Linked DNA regions of Mus musculus: region 1 is linked to region 2. Evidence: chromatin contacts called from public promoter capture Hi-C data. All regions are on one chromosome and are shown on one strand. Each heading gives the region's core, a stretch centred on a gene start, on an enhancer-like site or on the middle of the called end of the contact. The rest is flanking DNA. Distances are from core to core; before and after follow the strand shown. Region 1 holds the start of Med24 (mediator complex subunit 24). Region 2 holds the start of Psmd3 (proteasome (prosome, macropain) 26S subunit, non-ATPase, 3).

Evidence for each region. Capture Hi-C pulls out chosen DNA fragments and counts their contacts.
Region 1: a contact with region 2 is called in a promoter capture Hi-C map of adipose tissue. The contact joins the promoter of Med24 here to the promoter of Psmd3 in region 2. A contact is called at or near these places in 3 of 39 promoter capture datasets (embryonic stem cells, macrophages and neural stem cells), 2 of 15 datasets of contacts at CTCF or cohesin (CD8 T cells and the NIH/3T3 cell line), 19 of 484 Hi-C or Micro-C datasets (the 63-12 cell line, the AML12 cell line, the C2C12 cell line and 11 more), 11 of 115 datasets of contacts at active chromatin or transcription factors (the HPC-7 cell line, the SCID.adh cell line, embryonic stem cells and 5 more) and 3 of 9 other capture datasets (adipose tissue, liver and pancreatic islet).

What each region holds. Positions count from the first base shown.
Region 1 is chr11:98,726,187-98,731,950 of GRCm38.p6, forward strand. Med24 (mediator complex subunit 24) reads right to left here and starts at 3,233. Exons shown (of 26, transcript NM_011869.3): 1 at 3,186-3,233; 2 at 2,599-2,801; 3 at 2,429-2,511. The coding sequence starts at 2,728. It also overlaps the pseudogene Gm31252.
Region 2 is chr11:98,681,239-98,687,048 of GRCm38.p6, forward strand. Psmd3 (proteasome (prosome, macropain) 26S subunit, non-ATPase, 3) reads left to right here and starts at 1,316. Exons shown (of 12, transcript NM_009439.1): 1 at 1,316-1,699; 2 at 4,244-4,434; 3 at 4,696-4,833. The coding sequence starts at 1,492.

The DNA.
Region 1 (5,764 bases), core at 1,983-4,482, 47 kb after region 2:
CCCCAGCACAAGGAAGAAAAGTCCAATGCAGAGAGCCACGTCTTCTACCTCAAGATGAAGGGTGACTACTACCACTACCTAGCCGAGGTGGCCACTGGCGATGACAAGAAGCGCATCATCGATTCTGCGCGGTCAACCTACCAGGAGGCCATGGACATCAGCCTCCAACCCCATCCGCCTGGGCCTGGGCCTGAACTTTTCAGTCTTCCACTACGAGATAGCCAACAGCCCCGAGGAGGCCATCTCGCTGGCCAAGACCACCTTTGACAAAGCCTTGGCTGACCTACACACCCTCAGTGAGGACTCCTACAAGGACAGCACCCTGATCATGCAGCTCCTGAGAGACAACCTGACGCTGTGGACAGCCAACAGTGCTGGGGAAGAGGGTGGTGAGGCTCCGAAGAAGCCCCAGAGCTGAAGCAGCCGACAACCTTGCCCTCCAGTCCCCAGCCTGCAGAGAGGACTAAAACGGAGTGGGACTCTGCCCTTCCCAAACCCTGAATGTTCAGCCACACCTTGGAAGGCTCCTTCGAAGGGGGTGCAGCCAAGCTGAAGCCACCAGGGCGGGGAATCTCACTCTTCGTGTAGCTGTCTGGTGGGTGTTCCCAACCCATCCCACCCCTGCTCTCTGCACCCCCTCCCCACTTCCTCCCCCTGAGCCTCCCTCGGGCACCTGTTACTTCTGGAGCCGAGTAATCCAGGAGGTTCCCCACCCTGTGGCTGAGAACTGGACTGTGACAAGGTCTGTGTGTGTGAGAGAGAGAGAGTGAATGAGAGCGAACACGTTTGCTGGGTGTGACCATGCTACCACTCAATAAAGTTGCCCTGTGTGTGTGTGGGGGGGGGGGGGAGTAGCCCAAGAGAGACCAAGGGATTTGAATGTAACAGCATAAAGTCATCTGTGATGCAGCTCATGTTACCTGTTACAGTTTAGTAGAGTAACAAAGAATAAACCCAGGGGTGGTGGCGCACACCTTTAATCCCAGCTCTTAGAAGCAGAGGCAGATGGATCTGTCAGTTTGAGGCCAACCTGATCTACATAGTGAGTTTCAGGACATCCAGAGCTACACAGAGACAGCTTGGAGACAGGGTTTCTCTATAGCATTGCAACATCATAAACAAACAAACAAACAAACAAACAAACAAAAACAGTACCTTGTCCATGCTAGGCAAGCACACTACTAACAGAGCTCCATCCCTATCTCTGGGTAAGTGTACCTTAAATTTCTGTCTCGATGCCTATGATATCACATATGTGATATAATAAACAGAAGTGCTGGGTAGTGTTCAGCTCTGTTGCACCAATGCCAAATATCCTTCAGGTTTTTTGTGGTGCCGGGGATCAAATCCAGGGCCTTGTCCCTGCTAAGCAAACACTTTACCAATGAACTGTATCTGCAGCCCTCACTTTCAGTAGTGGATAACTTATAATTTGTCCAGCCCAGCCTGTGTAGAATTATAATTTCCTCTCTCTGCTCTTCATTCTCATTCATCTGTGTGGCTAACTTCTACTCACCATAGAGACCTTGGTTTAAACATCACTTCCTTTAGAAAGCCTTCTGTGATTGCTCAGGCAGGACTAGGCATCACTTCCATATCCTCTCTTCATTTCTATACTCTGCCCTAATCATACCATAAACCCCATCGCTCAACGATTAGCGATAGTCTGCATTGCCTTCAACTTCCCTTGTGTACTGGGATCAAATCCCCAGGACTTACCATTGTGTGACAAACATTAACATTTGCAAACACCCAGAGAGGGATTATAATAGCTCAAAGGTAGAACACTTGCCTAGCATCTGCAGGTCCTAGGTTTGATTATCAACACCCACCCACCCCCAAATCAATTGTGGGAGGCGGTAGCAGAAAAATCAGGAATTCAAGTCCATTCTGGGCTACATAAAACACTGTCTCAAAAACAGAAACAAGGATCTGGCAAAGAGGCTCAGCAGGTGAAGGTGTTTGGCGTGCTAATATGAGTTCAAATCCCCAGAAAGGTGGGAAGAACTCTACAAACTCTACAAAAGTATCGTTTTTGTTTTTTTTTTGGTTTTTCCAGACAGGATTTCTCTGTATAGTCCTGGCTGTCCTGGAACTCACGTTGTAGACCAGGTTGGCCTCGAACTCAGAAATCCGCCTGCACCTGCCTCCCCAGTGCTGGGATTAAAGGCGTGTGCCACCACGCCTGGCTACAAAAGTATCTTACCTCCACAAGCATTCTGCGATGTGCATGCCCTCCCCGCCCATAAGTACATGTAGTTTTTTTTTTAAGTTTTACTTGTAAATGTATATGGAGAGAGTAAATAAATGTAATATTCATTCATTACAACAAATGGAGTGTTATTTTTGCAATAAATTAAGCCTAAATGGACAACTGTCAGTTCTCCAGGTGTTTCACCTCCAAAAGCCAAGAGTCGGGAATCTTTACCTGGGAACTAATGGCGTACTTCAGGTACGACAGGATCAGAGGATTGGGGGAAGGCCCAATCATAGCCTGCTCCAGGAGCGCTTCTGCAAGGAAAATTAAAGTAAGGCTGAGTGTTTACAGCTTTTCTGAGGACACCCCTCCCATCCTTCTTTGCCCATTTTACTTGAGACCTGCTAGGTTGAGAATGTCCCAGGTGGCTCCTTTGGGGAAGAATTTTTTCATGTTGATTGCCCATTGGTAGTCACTCCATCGCTCTTTCCAGGCTTGCAAAATGGCCTGCTTCAGGTTCACCACCTTCATGATGTCACTCCAAGGAGGCGAGATGAGTGACAAGGTGGGAGTTTAAAAACGGAGCCAGATGAGAACTGGAGTTCTGAGGGAAAGAACAAGGGAGACATAAATAGAACGGAAATTCGAGAAGGTTTAAGCAAAACAAACAAACAAACAGAAAAATAAACAGAGAGGAAAAAAACTAGGCAGAGTAGAAGGCGTCAAGTTAGCGGCTCTGTCACCTTCTCGGTTTCTGAACAACCGTTTCTCGAATTGGGACAGAAAGTGTCAACAAAGCCCTGAAGCGAGCAGGAAAGGGTTAAGCCCGCTCCGGTTGTCTAATTATGCCCTTCGCTCTAGCTGCGTTCCTCACCACTTCCACCCCAAACCCAGATCTACCCTCTCCCCATTGCCTCTACCTTCCTCGGCCCTGAAGTTGTAATTCCTTCTTTTCCTACATCTACCATCTCCCCAAATTTAAGCCTACCATACAAACCGGTTGTACATCGTAGGCAGCGCCATCTTGACACCTACTAAGGAAATCATTTACCATTGGCCGGCGGCAACACACACCAACCAATAGAAACGTAGCAAGAGGCGAGTCCTGCCACAATACCTTCTGGGAATTGTAGTTCTTTGTCTAAGACTTGTCTAAGCTGCCAAACAGGCAGAAGGATTAATCTAATTGGTTCTGGTGGTTTTTATCTGAGATAATCCGAAGAGCTGAGGTACGCTGGTACCCAGAGTCTCAGGGTCTATGGAGAAACCAACTCTCTGTCTCCCAGTGATGTTGCCATCTATCCCTACCTTCAATCATTCTGATACTGTGGCTATTTCCCAGAAACGAGGCATAACAGTGAATTCTAGCCTGGCTTCTGTTTTGGCTTCTAACCTGGCTTCTATTTGGGTTTTGGCCTTTGTTCTCGAAAGCCCCTGTAGGCACTAGAGCTCTCATTTTCATATTTCTATTCCAAAAGAGACACTGAAGTGTGGGTAGCAGCACACATACCATCATTTTAACCCCAAATCTGACAATTCTCCCAGAATTCACTGATCCTGAATACTGTTTGGATACAAAAGGAAATAAGGAGAAAACAGAAGCTGAGCATGGCACCACGCCCTTAGTGCCAGCACTCAGAAGGCAGAGGCAGCTGGGTCTCTGAGTTTAAGCCTGGTCTACAGAGTGAGTTCCAGGACAGCCAGGAGGACTACACAGAGAAACTCTGTCTAAAAAACACAAAACACAAAAACAAAAACAAAGAAACAAAACAAACAAACAAACAAAACAGAGGAAATATGGGTTAAGATTATTGGGTGTCTCAAAAACTGTTTAAGAAGGCCTCGGGGGCTGGTGAGATGGCTCAGTGGGTAAGAGCACCCGACTGCTCTTCCGAAGGTCCGAAGTTCAAATCCCAGCAACCACATGGTGGCTCACAACCATCCGTAATGAGATCTGACTCCCTCTTCTGGAGTGTCTGAAGACAGCTACAGTGTCCTTACATATAATAATAAATAAATCTAAAAAAAAAAAAAAAAAAGAAGGCCTCGGGATCAAATGTGGTATTGTGGCTAAGACCATTCTGCACATTTGGAGGCAGAGCTTTATCACCCCTCTTTTTCTTGGCTCCCAATCTCATATCCCAAGGAGATAGGTCAGCCTGTTTCTTCAAATTCTGTCTATATTCCCCAACCCATTCCTCTTCTGTCCCACATTCCTCTTTGTACAGCTATGAAAGCACTCTACACTGAACTACAGCCCCCTCCCTGAGCTACCTTTTGACTGAGAATCAGGATAAATATTGAGAAAACAGTCCACATGGGCTCTAAAACTGGCCTTGTAGACATGTAGGAGACTAATAGGATCCTGGGTACCTGGAGCACGCTATGAACAGGGAGAGTATAGCTGGAGTACGGCCAAATCACATCCTTCTAAGATGGGTACTGCCTATGGTCTTCCTCCATCTCTCTCTACACACACACACCCATTTTTATTCTGCTCTTTTGTGCCTTCCCAGGGGATACTATTCGAGAATGGTATTTATACAAAATAGCTGCCAAGAATGTGGAGCCAAATCTTCCAAAGCAGGAAGGAAGGAGTTCTCAGACTCCTGATTCATAACCTTCAGACTCCCCCTCCAAACAGACCTGCACTCCATACTGCCACATTTGCCCGTGGTGAGCCCCCTACTCCTTTCCTGTTACACAGCCCAATACCCTACCACCACCATCACCATCATAAATTGTTTCTGGATACAGCTGCTCTTTCCCTACCCCTCAGAGCTCAAACGGCCCCTCTTGGAAACAGGCTGTCAATTCTGTGAGTGCTCCTTATTGAATTAGTGAGTGTTGGTCCACCCATATGGGAGGGGGTGGAGATATTTAGGCCTGGGGATGGTTAGACTCAGAGCTCAAATCCTTCCCTCTGGCACAAATCCTGGCAGATTTCTGAGAGGGAGGGTGCCCCGCCTCCACCCTTCCTAATGCTGAGAGGCAGCAGCTTTTGGTATTGAGCCATCTGCCTTCCCTGGTCCCCGACTCCTCACCAGCCGCCCAGGCTTCAGGCTTGGCAGAGTTTCCTCAAGGACTCAACTGTATGTACAAGGACTACCTCAGCCTCTGGGCAAGGACCATCACCGAATTCTCTACTTTGACCTTCCTGCTTCTCTGGTCTGCAAATATCAGAGCTGCTAGCCTTTCTCTAACCCGCCTCCTTCTCCCTCCTGGGAACCCTTTTAAGCTCTCTGATTTACCTACCACACACGAAAGACTTTATGATAATGCTCCCAAGAATGAGAGAAAAGATGCTATGTTCCCTTTGGGGTGTATGCAACATGCCTCCCCCTCCTCTCAAGCTCCCCCACCTGCCTCGACTTACTCCACTGTCTCTAGCTGTTCCTCAGAAGCTGGGCTCCCACTTCCTAGTTCTGGGCCCCAGTATCTTTACCATTTATTAATTTATTTTATTATTTATGTGTAGTGTGTGTGCGTGTATGATCATGAGTGTGTGTATGGGTGTGCATGTATGTGCATATGCACACGTGCAAGCCAGAGATTGACTCCTGTTAT
Region 2 (5,810 bases), core at 66-2,565:
ATTTATGCTTAGTAGTGGTGGCAAATGCTTGTAATTCCAGCATTTGGGAAGCAGAGTGAGTTCCCAGACATCCAGGGCAATACAGAAAAACCTTTAAAAAAAAAAAAAAAGCATTTATTTATGGGGGAGGGGAACTCGAGCCTCAGCATGCTTATGGAGGTCAGAGAAAAGCGTGAGACTCAGTTCTCTCCTTCTACCATGGGACCCAGGGATCAAACTCGTGTCTTCATACTTGGCAAGCACCTTTACTCACTTGAGCCATCTCACCACCCCCTCAACATTACTTTCTTTTTTTTTTCTTTTTTTGGAGACAGGGTCTTTTTGTGTAGTTCCCGCTGTCCTGGAGCTTGCTATGTAGACCAGGCTGGCCTTGAACTCAAAGATCTCCCTAGTGCTGAGATTAAAGTTGTGTACCACTGAGATTAAAATTATGTACCACACCTAGCCCTACATTACATTCTTGAGCTGGTGTTTGTTTGTTTGTTTACTTTTTCGGGAAAGGGTTTCTCCGTGTAGCCCTGGTGGTCCCGGAACTCACTCTGTAAACCATGCTGAGCCTCGAACTCACAGAAACCCACCCGTCTCTGCTTCCTGAGTGCTGGGATAAAAGGCATGCACCACCACGCTGGGCATGTTGGGTTTTTCAACAATCTTATATATACTGGCCCTGAGCAGTATACAACGTGGACTCCTATTATTAAATTTGACTAATTCTACACAAATACACACGACCCCCACATTCCCAGGCTGCAGAGAAGGTATGCCTTATACTCAGCATTATACAAAAATTTGACAAGGAAGTTCGGATGCCCTGGGGGTTGAGCTCAGTTTATCGAAAGCCAAACAGCCTAGCTACACGTCCACAAGCTCCTTTTCTTTCTGGTGCTGGAAGCATCTGGCGGGCGTTGAGAGCACGAGCCTGGCGGATTTCATTGGGGACCTGACCCGCGCAAACTGGGAGAGCTTGACCGGGGCGGGGGTTAGGGGGGTGGAGAGGAATCTGCCCGGCAACTCATGATGTCATCCCCATCTGAGCTCCGATAGGTCCTACCCACTTACATGTTAGAGTCTGTTGTAGCCCAGCTTGGAGTCTAAAGTGACCTCTCGCGGACATCCAAAGATGTACACTAGAGAGGAAGATAAAATCACCACTCTCAGGTCCCACAAATTCCTGCAGACTCCTCCCAGTTCCTAGAAGGTCCGCCTTCATCGTTTCTTGAAGACTCCTCCCACTTCCTAGAAGATCCGCCTTCATCGTGCACCTCGGCTGTTGATTTATTTTCCCTCCCTGGACTCGGCCATCTGCTCGCCATGCCTGGCATTTCCCAGAAGCCCCAGCGCCGGGAAGGAGTTTGCAGCTGCTCGGTCATCGTGCGGCCCGACGCGAGCCCGCGCTGGTGTGCAGGCCCGGCTCTGTGCCTGGTCTCTGGTGTGAGGGTTTACGCGAGGCCCCTGCTTCGGTCCCCGGACTAGGCCTCGACCCCGGGCGCCATGAAGCAGGAGGGCTCGGCGCGGCGCCGAGGCGCCGACAAGGCAAAGCCGCCGCCGGGAGGGGAACAAGAACCGCCGCCACCGGCCCCCCAGGATGTGGAGATGAAAGAGGAGGCAGCAGCTGGGAGCGGCTCCACGGGGGAGGGAGACGGCAAGGCAGCTGCGACCGAGCACTCCCAGAGAGAGCTGGACACTGTCACCTTAGAAGGTACGGGAGCCCACGTCGGGGTCGTGCCGCGATCACCGGTGACAGCGGCCAGGGTGATGCGACTTCTTGCTGGGACCTCTGCGTAGCCTCCACCTACCTTGGTTCCTTCGGTCAATGGAGCTGGGGTCAGAAGTGCCCGCCCAACCACCCTGACTCCCTCGACCCCAGCCGATGACCGAACCTGTTCTCCAGTCTGCGGACTGCTCTCCTCCTCTGGGGTTGCATCTTAGTCTCACCGAGCCTTTTCTTCAGTCCTTCCCAGTGATCTACTCCATCCGACCGATTCTAGCGCCTGTTATTGCTATGTAGAAAGTAGCATTTGTATTTGTGTCTAGAGAAACCAGGGTAACAGATTACACTAGCCTCTTAGTTTAAGAGTTTATAAAAATGGGTTCTGTAGCTCTAGGCTCCTTTAGCAAACTCCCTCGGAGAGCCATTTCTACCTTCTGCCTTCCTTCTGTAGTTGAAGCATCTAAACTAAAAGTCCCGGTGCACTTTTCCACTCTCTTAAGGACCTTACCCCTCCTTTCCTAAAGAGTTCAAGCACACGCACGCTTTTACTTCTGAATCAGACCCCCTCCCCCCCCACCCCTGCCTTCTTTCTCTTTTAGTTTATAATGCCTACCTGTGGCCCCGACTCCTATAAGCCAACACCAGAGACCCGTTCTCAGGCTCCTATTGTCCCCTTGTCCCGCTTAAGTTGCTCTTTTACTTTTTCCACTTAGTATATCTTGTCCATGTGCGCGCGATGAGACTTTTCCGGGTGATCTGTAGTTTTTTCTCTCTGTGTGTGTGTGTGTGTGTGTGTGTGTGTGTGTGTGTCTCAACTGCACGAGAAACTACTTTAAAACATGGTGATAGGCCAAGTCATGCCCTGAGTTGTACTTTTGAGTGTAAGTATGTATAGACTGCATCAACTCCCATTCTAAACTTGGTAACAAGATCTGTATACAGTAAAGGTCTTCTTTCCTGAAATAAAAGTTTCCAGTGGCAGAAATGTCACTCAGCATCGTGAAATATTTCATGGTTTGTATTCACTGTAGAAATTCTGGAACATGTGAGCATTTTAAAGCAACAGGGAGAAACTTTTAACCAGAGTTGACATATTTCCTCGTGTATTTTCAAACTGCTCCATAATTGAAATCACTTAAGTATTCAATTTGGATCAGGGCATTCGTATGTAAAGATATTGTCATTTTCTTTTTGTTGTCTTCATTTAATACATCCATGAACATAGGGTTCAACTTATGCAAGAAGCATTTGTTGACTACTTAGTATAGTGATGGAGATTATATAAAGTCCAGAATCCGTTTCCCTGTTTGTGTGGGTGAATTAATAGCATTAGCTGTTTTGTTTGGGTTATTGTGAACATGGGAGCTCATGAGCTGTGCTAGCACATGATAGAAATACATGGTGGGCCCTCCATACATAGTCGCTGTAACTGTAGCAGTTACTGTCACACGCGAAGCACCCGTTGTTAAGTGGGCAGTGAGACTCAGAGCATTCTCTTAACTGCTGCACATCTAAGTTCTTCTTTTTTCTCATTTCTTGCTCTTTTAAGTAGTTTTGCAGTCCTCACTATTCCAAAGTTTTCAATCTACTTTTGTAACTACTTAAATATGGCTTCCCAGAATTTGTATACCTAAGTCAAAAAGGGTAAACATGTTTGAATTTCAGTGTGTGTGTATGTGAGTGTGAGTATCTTATCTGCATGTTTGTAAATGCACCACCTGTGTGCAGTGCCCACCAAGGCCAAAAGAGGTCATCTGATCCCCTGGGACTCTAGTTATGGGCAAGTGTGAGCCACCATGTGGGTGCTGGGAGCGGGGCCTCTGGACAGAGTGGCTGATACTCTTAACCACTGAGCCATCTCCTTACACCCCAGTTCTAAAGTTTTTTATATTGTCCTAAAAAATCTGACTTACAAATAAATGTTCTTTTCCCTACTGTTTAGGTTGCCACTCTTTTAAATATTGCTAATTTATGAGTATAAAAATGGTTCTGTTTTTAGATTTTTGAATGCCACCAAAGCACAGTCCTCCTGTCTTTAGGCGCGTTGCCATCCCTGGTTGTGTCCACGTCCACTTTTGTTCTGAAGTTATGGCAGTAGTTTCTCTTACCTGGTTACAGAAACTCTTTGTGAAATGAGATGTGAGTCCGGTTGTATCGTTGCGTGTTTCTTTTCAGAAGGCTTTTTTGTGGTTACACTCGTGGTGTGACGTCCCTGTGTGAGAGTTCTCCATTATTTACAAAGCCTCCCCATGTTTTGAGCTCTGGTGAATCTCCATGAGTTTCTTCTACTTTGTTTCTCAGCTGTTTTCTTTTCTAGGCCTTCCTGCTGACCTCTGCCCTATCCCTGCCCAGCTAGCTTTTTCCTTGTTTCCTGGTATATCTGAAAATTGGTGTGCCTCACCCACAAATATTGCTTAGCCCTATTGGGCCAAAAAGGGTAAATGTACACGCCACCCCCTTTGTAAGACACTCCATGGAACTGTTCCCCAAGGAGTTGCAAGTCACATCTTTTTCCTCTCTGGTCCTCTGCAGACATCAAAGAGCACGTGAGACAGCTAGAGAAGGCTGTTTCCGGCAAGGAGCCTCGGTTCGTGCTGAGGGCGCTGCGGATGCTGCCGTCCACGTCACGCCGCCTCAACCACTATGTTCTGTACAAGGCTGTGCATGGCTTCTTCACCTCCAATAACGCCACTCGAGACTTCTTGCTACCCTTCCTAGAAGAAGTGAGTGGGGCTAGCTTCAGGGGTGTCTGATAGAATTTGCAGGGATCTTGAGTGTGGTAGTTTCCTCCTTAAGTCAGGACTTCTATGAAACTCTTGACCTTGTTATTGTACTCTATTGTTAGCCTCTTGGCACTCCGGGAGCGGGAGAAGGACTGTCTTTAGTTTTGTCTGCTCAGCATCTGGCAAATTCTCTGTGTATCTTGGGGAACACACGGTGAGTGCCCAGCAGTAAACTCTGTTGTTTGCTCTGTCCTCTCCCAGCCCATGGACACAGAAGCCGACCTGCAGTTTCGTCCTCGCACAGGAAAAGCGGCATCAGCGCCTCTCCTGCCTGAGGTGGAAGCCTACCTGCAGCTGCTCATGGTCATCTTCCTGATGAACAGCAAGCGCTACAAAGAGGTACCCAGGATGCAGTGGGCGTGATTAGCAAGCCCAATGGGGCTCTGGGGGGAGATGAGCTCCAGTGAGAGGCTCACTGGGGACTCTGGCTCTCCATCTCTCCAAGCCAGGTGTGGTAGTGCACACCTGTGACCCCAATGCTCAGAGGCTGGGACAGAATACAAATTCAAGGCCAGTCCAGGCTGTATAGTGAGATCATGTCCCACATTTGCACAAAATAAACTTGAAACGTAGCTCTTTGAGAAATGACAGCCAGGCGGTGGTACATGCCTTTAATCTCAGAACTCGAGAGGCCGTCGCGGGCAGATTAATATAGGGCACATGCATATACAGATAAAATAATCACTTTTCAAAATCATACATTTAAAACGCCAGCTCTATGAGGTTGGAGAGAGAGTGCAGCCATTAAAAGCACTGGCTACTGGTACAGAGGATCCAGGTTTGATTCCCTGCACACAGGTGCCAGTTCACAGCCATAACTCCAGCTCCAGGGAATTCAACAGTCTCTTCTGGCATAGGCACCAAGCAGGCACTCTTACACACAAGAGAAAAATAAAATGGAAACCTCTCACTTGTGGCCGGAAGCGCATCCAGTAAGGCACAGTGGCTGCTTTCCCTGCTTGCGGCTCTGCCTCTCACCAGAGTGGGCCATCTTGCTTGACATGCAGAAATGACAGGAGCCTCTCTCCCTGCTGTTTCGTTCTTTTTCACCACACTGTTTTATTTGTTTTCTAGATAAAATTTGTCTTTTTACTGTATACAGTTGGGTTTACTATATGTACACACAAGGGTTTTACTGTATACACTGAAGGATTTACTCTAGGTTATATATACACTGAAGGTTATATACACTGAAGGTTATATACACTCAAGATTGTGCAGCCATCAGCACTAACTCCAAGGACACATTGCTTGCTCCAGCACAAAACCAATGCCTGCCATCAGTCATTTGCTACCCTCGATCTACCCACAAGCCA